Linked DNA regions of Mus musculus: all the other regions are linked to region 1. A link is a contact called in public HiChIP or PLAC-seq data. All regions are on one chromosome and are shown on one strand. The core of a region is the stretch at or near the end of the contact, and the rest is flanking DNA. Distances in the headings are between cores, read along the strand shown. Region 1 has its middle 52 kb from the start of Evx1os. Region 2 overlaps Hibadh (3-hydroxyisobutyrate dehydrogenase). Region 3 overlaps Hibadh (3-hydroxyisobutyrate dehydrogenase).

Region 1 (4,485 bases), core at 1,267-3,766:
TGCTGTGAGTCACCTGACCTTGCAGATGTGGCTTCGTCAGAGCTCATGCCTGCATGTCCAGCCAGATACTGCTCATGGATGCACTTACAGCCCCAGAGCTGGGCAGCTACAACAGCAGTCAAGTGGCCCAGAAAGCCTGAACTACATGCCGTCCAGCTCATTCCAGGAGAAGCTTGCCAGCTCCTGTCCTGAAGCATCATTGTTACCGGTTTAGAAGTTGAGATAATCTCCTCTGAGGTTATTAACAGGAGTGACCACACACTGGCCACGGGCTGCTCAATCACCTCTTGAAGAAAGGGAGGGCGACATTTATTAGCTCTGTGGCTTTGAAAGCACTTTATCTTTCTGAGAGTCCGTTTCTTCCCCCAGCCAGAGGCACACAGCAGCTGTGCCTGCTTGTCCTGCTCTGCTATGTCGACGTAAGCAGCAGACAGAAACACTGGTTAGAGATGTAGCCGAGCAGAAAGAATTTGCCATCGATATAATGTGTTCATTGTTTATGGTTTATTGTTTATTGTATTGTTTTGAAACAAACTCACTCTGTGACTCCAGATCACCCTGCCCTGCCTTTGGGGTTACCTTGCAGGTGTATGTCACCATGCCTAGCTATAATAATTGGCATAATTTAATACTGTTTGGTTTATGTGCTCTAGGAAACTTATTTCTAACAGAACCAGGAGCTGGAAGTCTGAGATCAAGGCACCAGCCAAGTCAGCCTCCAGTAAAGGGCCTCTTCTGACGCGTGGAGGACTGTCTGCTGACCACACCCTCACTGTGGGGGGCAGGGAGGGAGACTCAGATTAAGCACCCACTCATATAGCACCCCTTAGCCTTAACCCTATTCATTCTGGCGGGGGCGGGGTCACAGTGATAGTACGCATGAAGCACAGGATTTGAAAGCAGAGGACTTCCTCAGTTCATCTTGGGCCGGTGTCTCAGCCTCTCTGGCTTCTGTCTCCTAATTTCAGAAAAAAAGAATATTTTGGAAAAATTCAAGTAATAGTTCCGCTCCCGTTTTTGGAGGGGTGAAGGTCTTACATAGCCCCAGGCTGACGTGAACCTCACTTTGTAGTTAGGATGACTCTTGATCTTTCTGCCTCCAGACTGTGCCACCACGCAGAGGTTATACAGTGCTGGGAACTGAGCCCAGGGCTTTGTGCATGACAGGCACACTCTCTGCCAGCTGAGTTGCATCCCCAGCCCTACTGTGCCTTCAGCATGTGTGGTTTATTGTTTCATTTCCTGTTAGCTTTCTTTCTTCTATTTGTTTCTTTATATGGCCTCTGTTCTCAAACTTGCAGTCCTCCTGCCTCAGATTCTCCAGTGCTAGACTACAGGTTTGTGCTACCATACCTGGCTACTTGTTTTAGTTTCTTTTATCAGCTTTTATGTTTTTGTTCATCTCGTGAGGACAAGACCACTGTCGTATATCCATCCAGCCATCTCATGGACGTGACACACAAGAAGGAAGTAGAAATAAAGACAAGACTCTGCTTAGCTAAGTCTGTCTCTTTTCTTACCAGAAACAACAACTCTCCCCCTAAAAAAAAAAAAACTATCCATCAGGCAATTGATCACAGCTCATTCAAAGTAATGGTATCAATGGCTACCTCTAATGAGAATAATCTAGAAGGCATCTGTGACCGTGTGTGCCATAAAGTTGGAAGCTTTTTCTTTTTAATTAAAATCAATAGTCACACCCTCATGTTACTGCAGTTATCCAGAAAGAAAAAGCAGCAGGCTGACTTTGGGGGTCACTGGGACAGTCACTTTGTCTCAGGTGGTCTCTGGCAGCCTCCACCGGCATCATCCTGACTCACCAGAGGTACCGAGAACTGACTTGGGAAAACAAGAAAGAGAGACACATTCTCCTGTATCTAAACAGCAAAAGCAGATGCTGAGGCATGGGCAGTAGACAGAGGCCAGCCAGGTCCTCTGTAGGGAATATGGTGGCTTTGCTCTGCGCACCTCCCTCCCCACACAGCCCATGTTCATTAGAGCGGTCACAGTGGAAACACGACCCACCCTGGGGCTTTTGTCCCCTAGCAAAGCCACAGTGAGAAACCCTGAGCCCCAAACTTGATCTGGTGCCTGGTTCTGTCCCAAATGCTCCCAGCCTTTTTAATGAGGCAAGCAGCCAGAGGAGTCTCATTCCCCACAAAAGAAGATCAAGGTCTCAGAAGGCAGGGGAAGTATTAGTTAAAAACCCAGGATCTAAGCAGAGTGGGGAATCCCCATGCCACAGGGACCCGAAGCACCTAAATAATAGTGTGGACATTCCAGAAAGTGTTTAGGTCCAGGGTGAGAGAGGACTGGCTGACCCGATGGCTTCCGTAGCCATCGGCATGAGAAAGATGAATGAGCGCGTGAACAACCAAGCCTGGCTCACTGTAGGACATTTGCTGCAAATATTTTGAAATTCAGATTTTGTCAGGCTGGTGTAACTAGGAAAGCCTCGTTGGAGGAATATGCTAATAAGTCATTAAAGCACACTCACGTCGTGCCATATGGTACGATTGAAACATAAAACAGTGGGCTCTATTCTGTGGCCAGGGTTGGTTGATAAAAGGGAGCCCTGGGGAGAAGATCGTTGCCCCGACCACCGCACTTTATATGCTAACTCTTGTTCCAGGGGCCTGTTGTCTCAAGCAGGCTGGGCAGCCATGTATAAGTGGCACTCCACGGGAGAAGAGTGCCACAGATAACAGGAGTGTAAACTACAAGCTGGCAAAAATATGGTTGCGTGAGGTATGTTTCCGGGTTGGAGTCTTGCTCTTTGAGTTACTAGTAAGTTCTTAGTAATTATATTCTAAGTCCTAGACGTGTGATCTTGTCTTTAAAATAATTAGAGGTAAGATCACCCTGGAAGTGTATGACAGGTAAACAGATGATGGATTGACAGTCTGTGCTCATGGATGCCTTTAATATGCAAGTCAGGCCCAGATCCTCTCTGCATTCAAAAACTAAACTTGGTGCTTTGCGCTTTAATTGCACTGTGGCCTGTGGATCACATTTGAGGAAATATGCAGATACATGCAGAAGCCCTCTAATCACTCCCTGGCTGCAAAAGAACTCCAACCCCACCCCATAGCCTGAATTCAGAGAGGAGAGCCAGCCTCACAGTCTTCAAACCATTGCCTTGGTAACAACTTTCCCCTCAGCCCTGGGCTGTTATGGGGAATATATATTTAGGAAACTCCGGCAGGAATTCTACCTTTTGTTTTTGCTCAAAGAGAAGTCACTTCAAATCCTGAGCATGCAGGCTCATGATTGATAAGACAAATGCCTTCATTACATGTCTCCCCTTTACATTCTGCAAATGTAAATGTCTCGAAAAACCTAAAACCTAAAAAACCTAAAGAGAGAGAGAGAGAGAGAGAAGAAGGAATGATAGACAACAGTCATCTATACAGGAAAGCCAGGGTTAGGTGGGTCCTGCCCACTCTGGCAGGGTGACACCAACCCTTCAACAACCTGAAACCTCAGTGCATTTATCCTGTGCAGCACAGGGCGGGAAGAGTCAGCTAGTCTTGGTTAGCAGGTCTCTGTAGGCACCAGTCTGAGGCTGTGAACATGTGAGAATTTGCAGTTGCTAACTTTAGCACATATGGCCAGTATTCGAACTCCAACCAGAAGAAGGCTTGGCCATTTCTGTAGGTCTGAGGTATTCAGATATACCCATGTCAAACAATACGCTTTCACTCAGGGCTACCTCGACTCCCTACAACATTGTATACTGCTTAAACTGAAAGATAAGCAAGAAACAGGGAGAGGAGGAGAAGAAGGAGAAAGGGGCTTGGTGGGAGAAGGGAGGGAGACTACTGTCCACTCCAGTCTCCAGTACTATATCCAAGGTAAAATGAGAGTACACACCTTTAATCCCAACACTTAAGAAGGAAGACAAAACTAGACCTCTATGAGTTCAAGGCCAGCCTGGTCTCCCAGGCCAGCCATGGCTACCTGGCAAGACTTTGTCTCGAAAAAGAAAAGAAAAAGAAAATCTTGAAAAATCTATGAGGCCAACCAGGCCAAAACCAGGCAGCAGCTTAAGAGAATGAGTTTCACAAAAGATTAAACCTCAGCTCCTTGGGCTTCCCAGAGCTAAGTCCCAAACAAACTGGTAAGAGTAACCGATGATATAGTCTCAACGCTGATTTTCTAATAAGAGGTGAGTTTTCTTTCCTTGGCACGTTCTCTACAGTCTCTAAGCAATGCCTTACCAGCAGCTCATGCTTAATGCCCATCATAAATAATTAACCATCCTATCTCCCAGGACACACCGCTAAAGGAAAAGGTGAGCATTAAAGCAGAGTTTAAACAGTGCTATTTTATTGAAATTACTTTTAATCTCATCTATATTGTTTAGTTTTGTTTTGGTCTGTGTTCTAGCTGAGCTTTTTCCAGACTGCAAATAGAACACATTGCTCAAACAAATCCACACTCCGAACAGTTAGCACCAGATATCCCTGGCTCCAGGCAGGCTCC
Region 2 (4,485 bases), core at 883-3,382, 220 kb before region 1:
GCAAGGAGAGAAAAGGGGGTGTGCTCTGACAGACTAGTTCAAAGACTAATCTTAGTTTATTGAGACTTCTCTGTCCATTATTAAGTGTTGAGAAGAAATATTTTAAAATATCCTAAATTATTCCTAATGGAAATATAAGCTTTTGTAATTTTTAAAGGTAATAAGAGAAATATAATTTACCACAATGGAAATAAACTTTGCCCTCTTTTGAGTATGTGGGTAGGAACATCCCATGCTGGTATAACCAGTTCATTAGATAAAAACACATCTTTTCAGTGTAGCCACATTACTTAATGTAGTCACAGTCCCACATTTTAAAATGTCACTTTGTAGGCTAGATACTTATTCCTACAGTGCAAATGGTAATAAATATACTTATGCCTTTAAATACATTTGAAATTTTTGCTTTCAATTTCAACTTACATAATTCTCTCTAAACTTTAGTCTCTGAAGAGTTAAAAGATGTTGACTTTTAAAGTTACTTAAATTTTAAATTACACACCTTTAATCCCAGCACTCAGGAGGCAGAGGCAGGTGGATCTCTGAGTTTGAGGCCAGCCTGATCTACAGAGTGAGTTCCAGGACAGCCAGGACTACACAGCGAAACTATGTCTCAAAGGGCACCACCTCTCAAAACAAACAAACAAACAAACCAAAACTAAAATTACTTAAAGATGAGCACTTGAAAAGCAGGTACCAAGCAGTTTGGGTTTAAGTTGAGCATAGAGGTACCATGCATTCCTCTCATTTGATCAAGACAGGGTAGAAACAAAGAATATAAGCTCTTGGGCTTATCATATATCATATGTAATTTAAAGGAATTTTATTATCCCTAGAAACAAAATTAGAGAGTTGTGAATTAGTGAAACTGTCTTAGCAAATAGAGTGATCTCATGGTATATTTTAAGATGCTGCATTCCAATTTATGATAAATTCCTTGCCTGGTGTAATTTCTTACCCATTTTCCAAGTTCACTTAGAAAGTGAAACAAACAGAAACCTGGCAGTAGCAGCAGCATTGATCCTCTAGTCCCTAGGTCTTTAAAACTCAAGTGTGACTGTGCAGTCAGCAGTGAACGGCTGTGACTGCTACAGTAAGGTTCTTGAACAGTCCTACTCCACTTACAGGCTTTGGGGAAATGAGGTCCAGATAGCCCTTTAAATAATGCTGGTTGTATAATGTTTGTATCATTTTGTGACTGGCAGACATTTATATAGGTCCTTTCTTTCCTAACTGCTGGACTTAGATTGTGGAAACTGTGAATGTGAAAATAAAGCTACTGATAAGCTCATCTTTTCCCCTTCTCAGTATATTTAAGTGTATAATTTTATAGTGACATTTTTTTGGGCCATTGTGGAGTCTCCCCTCAATTATCTTTTGACTGGAATAGAAATAGTTAAGTGACTTTGAAAACTTACTTCCCAAGTAATCTTCAGATCAGTGATTAGTTAGAGTGAATCATTAAAGGGAAACGAGAGAAACCTCAATTTAAGGAGTGAGGTGAGGTGTGTGTAGAGGGTTCATGTACAGGAGACAGTGCAGGGGAGAAAGGAGTTTAGAAAGGGAAGGAGCCAAGATGAACTTCATGTGGTAAAAAGTCTGTCCTTGTTTTAAAATTTAAAATTGGATATTAGTAAGTACTACTGCAGCTTTATTCTAATAATTCCATTTTTGTCATTAAAATTTAAGTCTCATATTTCTGGTAGTAAAACGACCTCAGTCAAATGTAGGAACTCTGCAGCTTGAACACCTCTCGTGTCTGATTAGAAGGTTTTGTATTGTAATTAATTTTCCTCTGAGCTCTGTGTGGAGAACAGGAACCCACTGCAGAGAGGTTAGAATACCGTGGAGTTTAGCTGCTCTGCTTTAATGATACAAGGGCTAGCAAAGCAAGAATAAATGAGGTACTTTTTGGGGAAGAAAAAAATGTGAACTGACTGTCAGTATGAGACGGGTTCTAGGAGCACTTAGCCAGCAGTTACAGGGCACACTTGAGTAATTGGATTTGCATAACAAGGCTTGCCGAAGAGATCTGACAGCATAGAGATTTGTCTAGCTGGAGAGCTCCAGATGGACGTGACCACGCAGCAGCTGGGCGGCACGTTGCTCAGCATGGACAGCACCGCCCAGACTGGCAGCTGGACCCTGGCGACTGCAGGGCTGTGGCAGGCCAGCTGGTGGCTTCTGACAGCCAGTGGCCCTGTTAGAGAGCCTTTTCATAATGGCCTGTCAGGGTACTGGACCTGCAGGGACTGGCAGGACAATGTCACAAGTCACCAGTGAGGGCTGTTGAGCTGAAGTCCCAGGGAAGTAGAGGTGCTCACTGTTGCAGCCACAAGGCTAGCACCTCCTGGTGTGATAGCTCCGTGTCCTAGGGAGACTGTGAGGATCAGTGGGACAGAAGTGGACACATCTTGTGATGCTTGTCTTCTGTCCTTGTATATTTGCAACAAAGGCATAGTGTTCATGAGAGAAAACATGTTTAAAGCATACCACACATAATACACATACATAGAACATGTACAGCATAAACTGTCACAAGGGTCATCAGTCCATTCAGGTGACTTTCCCCAACTCTGTGTCTAGGTGGATTCTATTTGTGTGGAGAAAATAAACCATCCATCTTCTCAGATTTGAATCAGCTTGGAAGAAGGCTAGCCTTGAGACTGCCATCAGTGAATTTTACATGTGTACTTCAGTTGAGAATTTTGCCATCTTATATAATTTTTCCTCTAAACTATCTGACAAAATACCATAACTTACTTTAAGAGAGGAAAACTGCTTAATAAAATGAAAGTTTTGCTAATCTAAGCCCCAAAGCTTTTGGTGTAACGAAATTCTAGTGAAACAGAAAAGCTCATATACTTCCTTAGACTGTCAGTAGCATTTCATCTGGCCCCCTTCTCTCTCTCTCTCTCTCTCTCTCTCTCTCTCTGTGTGTGTTCACTCTTTTTCTTGTATTTTATTTAGTCCTTATGTTAGCTCAGAGAATTAGACAGGGTGGCAGATAAAATATCTATTTTAATAGAATGAAATGGGGACATAAAGATGGCACATATGCATAGTTGCCTGGCTAGTTGTGAAACAGCCTACCTGCACTTGATGACACAGGGAGTGGTCCAAAAAACGCCACAACTTTTAAACCTTTAAATTGACAAAGGTGTGTGTGTGTGTGTGTGTCTGTATTAGCAAGGGCTGGGTAAATACATAAATTTATAGACAACTTTGGGAATGCAAAATATTTCAGCCAAATCAAAAAACAGTTTAACAGTATGTATCAAATGTATAGAAACACACAATTGACTTAGTAATTCTGTTTCTAACAAATTTATCACTACGTTAGGAATGCATATAAATATTTAAGTGATATGGATGAATTTTTAGCATTAAAACCCCAGGCCTCACATACACTGGGCAAGCTCTTTAACTGCTGTACTCTACTGTCCCTAACTCTGAGAATACTGGTTCATGATGTGCTGCTACCCATAGCCCTTCCTTTAGATGGACCATAAAGTCACAGCCGTTCTCCTCACAAGACAGTGAGCCTCGTGAAAGGAATAGTAGGCACTGCTGTCTCTAAGCATGAGTCAGGATGGCCATCTTGTAGGTTTTGTTGTTTGAGTCACGGTCATATGTAGCCCAGGATTGGGCTGTAGCTTGAGGTGATCTTGAACTTCTGACCCTCCTGCATCTCTCTCCCAAGTGCCGAGATTACAGGGGTGCAGTTCCGTTTATGTGGTGCTAGGGATCAGCCCCAGGGCCTTGTGCACACTAGACAGCCGTTCTATGAGCTGACCTGCGTTTCCAACCCCACGTTGTGTTCTTGGTTCAGATACAGTTTCATTTAAGAATATTCGCTGTAATTAAAATGGTATAAAAAGCGAATTGGGAAAATTAAATTTGCCTTCAATCTCAGAATTGACTGGGGTCATGCTAAAAAAAAAAGAATATTCGCAACAGAGGAGTAATCAGGGTTAGGGTTAGGGAATTATTTTATCAAATTTTGAGTTTGAATACATCTGCTCAGTGTTCTCTGTGATGAAACGACACATGTGCACCAAGGTCTTCCGCTACCATTGATACAGCGATGTAATTGCAAGCTAAACTGGAGGAAGTTTTTTTTTTCTTTTGGTAGAACATCATTTTACTTGTAAAAATGACAAATGAGATCTGATATAAAGACCTAGTAGAGCTTTTAATTCAAAGGGAAAAAATGTTGATATATTTCTTCTCAGTTGTAAAATCCAGTTTGTCCAAGTGAAAAATTATTTGAAACTCTTGTGTCTGACTGTGATTTTGAGAGCATCCTGAAATGTTTATGACCTGCTGGGAAGTGTAATTTAAAAACACAAGTTCCTCATACTGAGTAATAGGAATTTTTGAAGTTTTTATCTAACCCACCAACTTAATAAATTTCAAATGGTCATTATTTGGTTATTGTAAAGTAGACTGATTTTAATGTACCAGTACAGAAATCCCCTAGTA
Region 3 (4,485 bases), core at 967-3,466, 200 kb before region 1:
TTGGCTATCCTTCCTTGTGGATCATTAGAAATGATTGCAGAGGAAGACGTGGTGGCTGGGGAGTTAGCAAGAATAACTGGAAAGGATCCTCAGCATCTCATGATAGAAGTAGGCAGCTGCCTCTTCACCTTTGAGTTCAGGATCTCAAAGGATCTCCAAGTGGGGCTCAGAGATGGGCTCCTGTATTCGCTCAGCATTCGCTTCATTTCTTGTGGTCTCCTTCACTCCATTACTGTTAGGTCATCTTGCCCTTTGCTTACTCCTCCGAGATCATTCTCACTTGTCAGCTGTCATTTTTCCTTCCTTTAACGTTACAACATGTCCTTGATAAAGCAGAGGGAAAATAATTACCACATTTTCTTCTGTAGCAAGTTGGGGTGATGGGGTCCAGGCTGATGTGGAATATGGCAGTAATTGGATTATCAGGCTTTGATTATTAGCATTTTAAACTTTGATTATTAATGCTGATGAGAAGACTGTGAAGTGTGTAGGAAAATAACCAATTCCTATCATAGAGGAAGCATTGTTAAAAGATAGATGTTTTTAAAGGGTAAAAGTTCACTGAAGTTATCAGCTACTTAATAATAGACTTACTTTGTTTTTCAGTTATTCTTAAAGCTGAAATATACAGTAGTTACACAATGAGTTTTTGTTTTTACAGTATTAGAATGTGCTCTGCCACTCTCTGCCCAAAGACAGAACTTCAAAACCCAGGGTTCTGCAAAGGGACTGCCCTGGCTCTCTGTAGACTCTGGACGCGTGGCTCTCAGGAGCATGGAGCGTGGTTGCAGCTCAGCACTGAGTGCCTTCTCAGTCCGGGCAGGTGTCAGGGAATTGTTCTTTAAGTGATTTACAAAATGAAGGTAAACCACTGTATGTATGCTTTGATTGCCCAGCAGTTAAACCCCTCTGCATGTCTTCTGGCTTTCTGTAACGCCCGGTCCTCCTCAAGCCATGCTCGCACCACACAGACTATTCTGTTGCTCTTTCAGCATAAGCAGGGCTATTGTGATATTTATCTGAATTCAAACAAGGCTAATTAAAAGAGCTGCTGACAGTTGTTGTGATCTGACTTTGACTGCAGCTTGATGGTCATTATGGGTAAATAATGAACCAGGTCTGCAAGTGTAGCAGCTGCCAACTTGGGATAGAAGAACGGCTATTGCTTCCAATTTAAGGATCTATCGACCGCTTCTCTTCTCCCTGCAGATCTTCTGCAGAAAACAAATGTTTTCTGCTGCTGTGTATTGTGGTTTCAGCTGTTTTAGATATAGCCTATAATTTCCTTCTTTAATATTTAACTTAGGACATTATTAGCTTTCAGAGTTAACAACTTTTCTGTTTTAAAAAAGTTTGGCTTTGTCCTTGTGAATGCCATAACCAGCTAACCAGCTGTGGCTATTTATATGCATTTAATTTGTACATTATACAAGAATTAGTATAAACAGCAAGATACGACCTCTGGCAGTGTTTCAAAGGCCTTCATAGATAGCTTTTTTTGTTAATAGATTGGCGCATGCCCATTGCTTTTGTTTTCATAAAAATGGACACCTCTTACCAGACCTCAAGTTTAGGTTTTGTTCACTTTTTCAGTGGCTTTGGAATATTTTGATATGTGCTGTATTTATCAATTCAGAGTAGCTGCAGTAGCTTTCATTAAAATGCAATAGTGAATATATTGTCGCTCCATCACGAGCGTCTCCTTGTCCTATTAGTGAATAGGAACAGGTACATTAAAGGTGGCACGAGAACAGACTGCATCCATAGATTAATGTACTTCCCTGCAGATTTCCTACACTTAAGAACGCAGCTTCTGGATCTAATGGTTACAATCTAGAGTCTCATACAGGCCGGAACTGAGCTCCATCCTACCACTTAGTCACTCGCTATGGAAAAGCCTGGCTGCATTATGTAAAGCCCGAGGATACAGCAGTGCTTTGTGCATAATGTGGCAGAGCTTTGAGATCTTGCTGGGAGGAAATGATCCCAACATGCCCCTGGAAGAGAACCTTACTTTGAAAAATAATGATGAAAAATTGCTTCTTTTGCCATGTATTTGTCTTTGTTTATTTCAGGAAAGGCTAACCAAACTTTGTTTATCAGACTCCAGAATAGAACTGTGAATGTTTTTGCTTTCTCGTCTCCAGCTTGGATTATGCCAGAAGTAATGTTAACAAGGGGTTATGTTATGCTGGCTTATGTTAAACCAGATCACCCCTAACATGTGCAGAGCCATTCATCTGTGTCACCAAAACCCAGGAGAACGTCTGACATGGGCTCTGCAACAGAAACAGTGATCGCTTACAAATCAAACATGGCACGCTCTAAACTGATTGTGCACGGCAATCTTTTCTAGAAAGGACAACTAATTGAACATGATAAAGTGTAAAGTTAATTAACACCCTTAAATTTGTTGATTACTTTCACGGGATTATATTGTTCGTTGAGTAGCAGCTTTCTGTCCCAGCTGTCGCCTTTTTTCAGCGAATGACGCTGGTAAACAATAGAGACACCATAACAAGTCGTAAATGGTCCCTGTGACAGCAGCCCCTTGTGAGGCTGCATCTGTAGAAAATGATTAGAACAATTGCATTTTAAAGACAGCTCACATCGCAGCCCAGGTCCCTTCGGCCCTCTTCTTGATCTCTTTTGATGGCAGACTGGTTAAAACATTTAAGTTCTTTTGAGTAAATTAGGTGATTTACTGCATTTTTTTTTTTTGAGAGTGCTTGGCAGCTTGGCTTTTACAGTGTTAAAGGCAGATACAGCTGGAGCTTACATTTTAGTGTCCTGTCTCCTTCCTGGGCTTGAAGGCCTCTTTCCGATTGGCGTGGGTAAAACTAGCTCATCTGTGATTCCTAAGAGGTTATCTTAGGTTACCCATCCTTGATTCAGCTTTTTTCGTAAGGCCAATTCCAAATTTCAGCTCTTTGCTACTCTTAGGCCCAAGACTTTGGCATGCTTAGGATGAATAGATTTACTTGCTACATTTTATAATATTTGCGGTTTACTATGTCAAAGACCTTTCCTTTATATTCTCTGCTGCTTCCGAAGAAGCATGGCACCTTTTGAGTCTAAAATGTAGATTTAATGGTATTGGGATTTGTCTGAGCTACCAGTGTGATTTGAGTGGAGATTTCACCTAGGCCATTTATTTATCACGTGTTTTCATTTTTACCTCTTTATGATACTGTCCCTGAGTGTACACACACACACACACACACGGGTTTCTTTATATGGCATTAAGTGAAGATGCCAGTGCCACATACCGAGAATCACACTGCTCCAAAATTGAGGTCGTCCTTTTGTGTGTAATTGATGAGTAGCAGTGTTATTTAGTATTTGGCACGCTGGCTTGCTAATATATATTTGTTGTGGACAGCTAGATGGAGCTTTACCTCACTCGCATTCAGAGAGCTCCTGCCCACTCGACACACCATAGGAAAACTCATGAGTTTGAGTAGTTACGTGTGCTTTTTACCAGTGCCCCTCGGAAAGCTACAGGAATAGGAAAAGAAAGCCAAGACTGTGGGGCTCTCACTGAGTGCAGTCTTGGAGAGGGAGGGATGGGGAGGGGAGATGGGAAGATGATCTCAAGTGAAGGAGCAGTGAGCATGTGTGCACAGAAACCCACAGCTCTCAGTGGACACAGCGAGCAGGGGTAGGGATACTTATTCACTGGCAAGAAAGCTGAAGATTTAGAAATTAGAAGATTTAAGGAGAGAAAGATTAAAAATCCTCTGCTTCCTACAACTCTCAGGAGGATCAAAGGAGGGAGGTGACAGTAGGAGTTTACTGTCCTGTGCTGAGTCAAGCATACAGGGTCTTCAGAGAAAGTGACTTTCTTTGACTTGGTGCGGGACATAGGTGACTCTCCGAGGCCTGCTTAGTAATAGTAATGATGTCTGTAGCTGGTTGTGCTCGCAGGAAGGCATCATCCGAGACACCAGCTTGTGCTGGTTCCTAAACCAAACTGCCTCAAACCGGGAGACGGATTAGCATGAGTATTAGAACAAGGTGACTAATGTTGATTTTTACTGTTTACAGATGGTAGACCAAGTCAGGCAGAAGGGAAGAACTGAGTATTAACTTGGTTCACTTTGAGCAAACAGTCCTTTAACATAAAAATATGAAGAATGTTATTTGTTATTTCATTTTCTGTATTCTATGTAAAGTACCAAATAAGTATTAAAAATAATATGTAACCTTAAAATATGTAACTCAGTTCAAGGAGAAAAAACTCTGAGGTTGCTTTATTCCTCTCTAAATGAAGTTTGCTCTTACTTTGAATATAACTTTATTTAATTTTATTGTGAAATCTTTGTTTTGTATTTGTTAATGGTGAGTTGCTCTTTTCTTTTTTCTCCTTTTGTGGTGTGTGTGTGTGTGTGTGTGTGTGTGTGTACTGTGTGTGTGCAGAGCACCAACACTGACATTGTTCCTCATGGCTCTCCACTTTGTTTAGTGGGGAGGGGTATTCACTGA

What was found. HiChIP or PLAC-seq counts read pairs in DNA pulled down with a chosen protein or histone mark.
Region 2: a contact with region 1 is called in an H3K4me3 HiChIP or PLAC-seq map of embryonic basal ganglia, with 2.8 times the contacts expected there. The contact joins two enhancer-like sites. A contact is called at or near these places in 2 of 484 Hi-C or Micro-C datasets (muscle stem cells and nephron progenitors), 4 of 115 datasets of contacts at active chromatin or transcription factors (astrocytes, differentiating embryonic stem cells, embryonic basal ganglia and 1 more) and 1 of 9 other capture datasets (embryonic trunk).
Region 3: a contact with region 1 is called in an H3K4me3 HiChIP or PLAC-seq map of embryonic basal ganglia, with 3 times the contacts expected there. The contact joins two enhancer-like sites. A contact is called at or near these places in 2 of 484 Hi-C or Micro-C datasets (bone marrow-derived macrophages and muscle stem cells), 3 of 115 datasets of contacts at active chromatin or transcription factors (astrocytes, embryonic basal ganglia and embryonic stem cells) and 2 of 9 other capture datasets (adipose tissue and embryonic trunk).

What each region holds. Positions count from the first base shown.
Region 1 is chr6:52,364,787-52,369,271 of GRCm38.p6, reverse strand. No RefSeq gene overlaps it. Among named protein-coding and RNA genes, the nearest start is that of Evx1os, 52 kb to the right of the region's middle. RefSeq lists an enhancer at 1,048-4,108. Within about 2 kb of position 2,516, at least 10 of the 459 cell types and tissues checked have an H3K27ac peak or open chromatin away from gene starts, as enhancers often do. A contact at or near this core is called in embryonic basal ganglia, where this site is marked.
Region 2 is chr6:52,582,173-52,586,657 of GRCm38.p6, reverse strand. The region is part of intron 4 of Hibadh (3-hydroxyisobutyrate dehydrogenase); the gene reads left to right. Among named protein-coding and RNA genes, the nearest start is that of Gm33047, 4.6 kb to the right of the region's middle. Within about 2 kb of position 2,132, at least 64 of the 459 cell types and tissues checked have an H3K27ac peak or open chromatin away from gene starts, as enhancers often do. A contact at or near this core is called in embryonic basal ganglia, where this site is marked.
Region 3 is chr6:52,565,507-52,569,991 of GRCm38.p6, reverse strand. The region is part of intron 4 of Hibadh (3-hydroxyisobutyrate dehydrogenase); the gene reads left to right. Gm33047 (a long non-coding RNA gene) reads left to right here. Exons shown (of 2, transcript XR_377679.3): 2 at 1-4,485. Among named protein-coding and RNA genes, the nearest start is that of Gm33047, 12 kb to the left of the region's middle. Within about 2 kb of position 2,216, at least 17 of the 459 cell types and tissues checked have an H3K27ac peak or open chromatin away from gene starts, as enhancers often do. A contact at or near this core is called in embryonic basal ganglia, where this site is marked.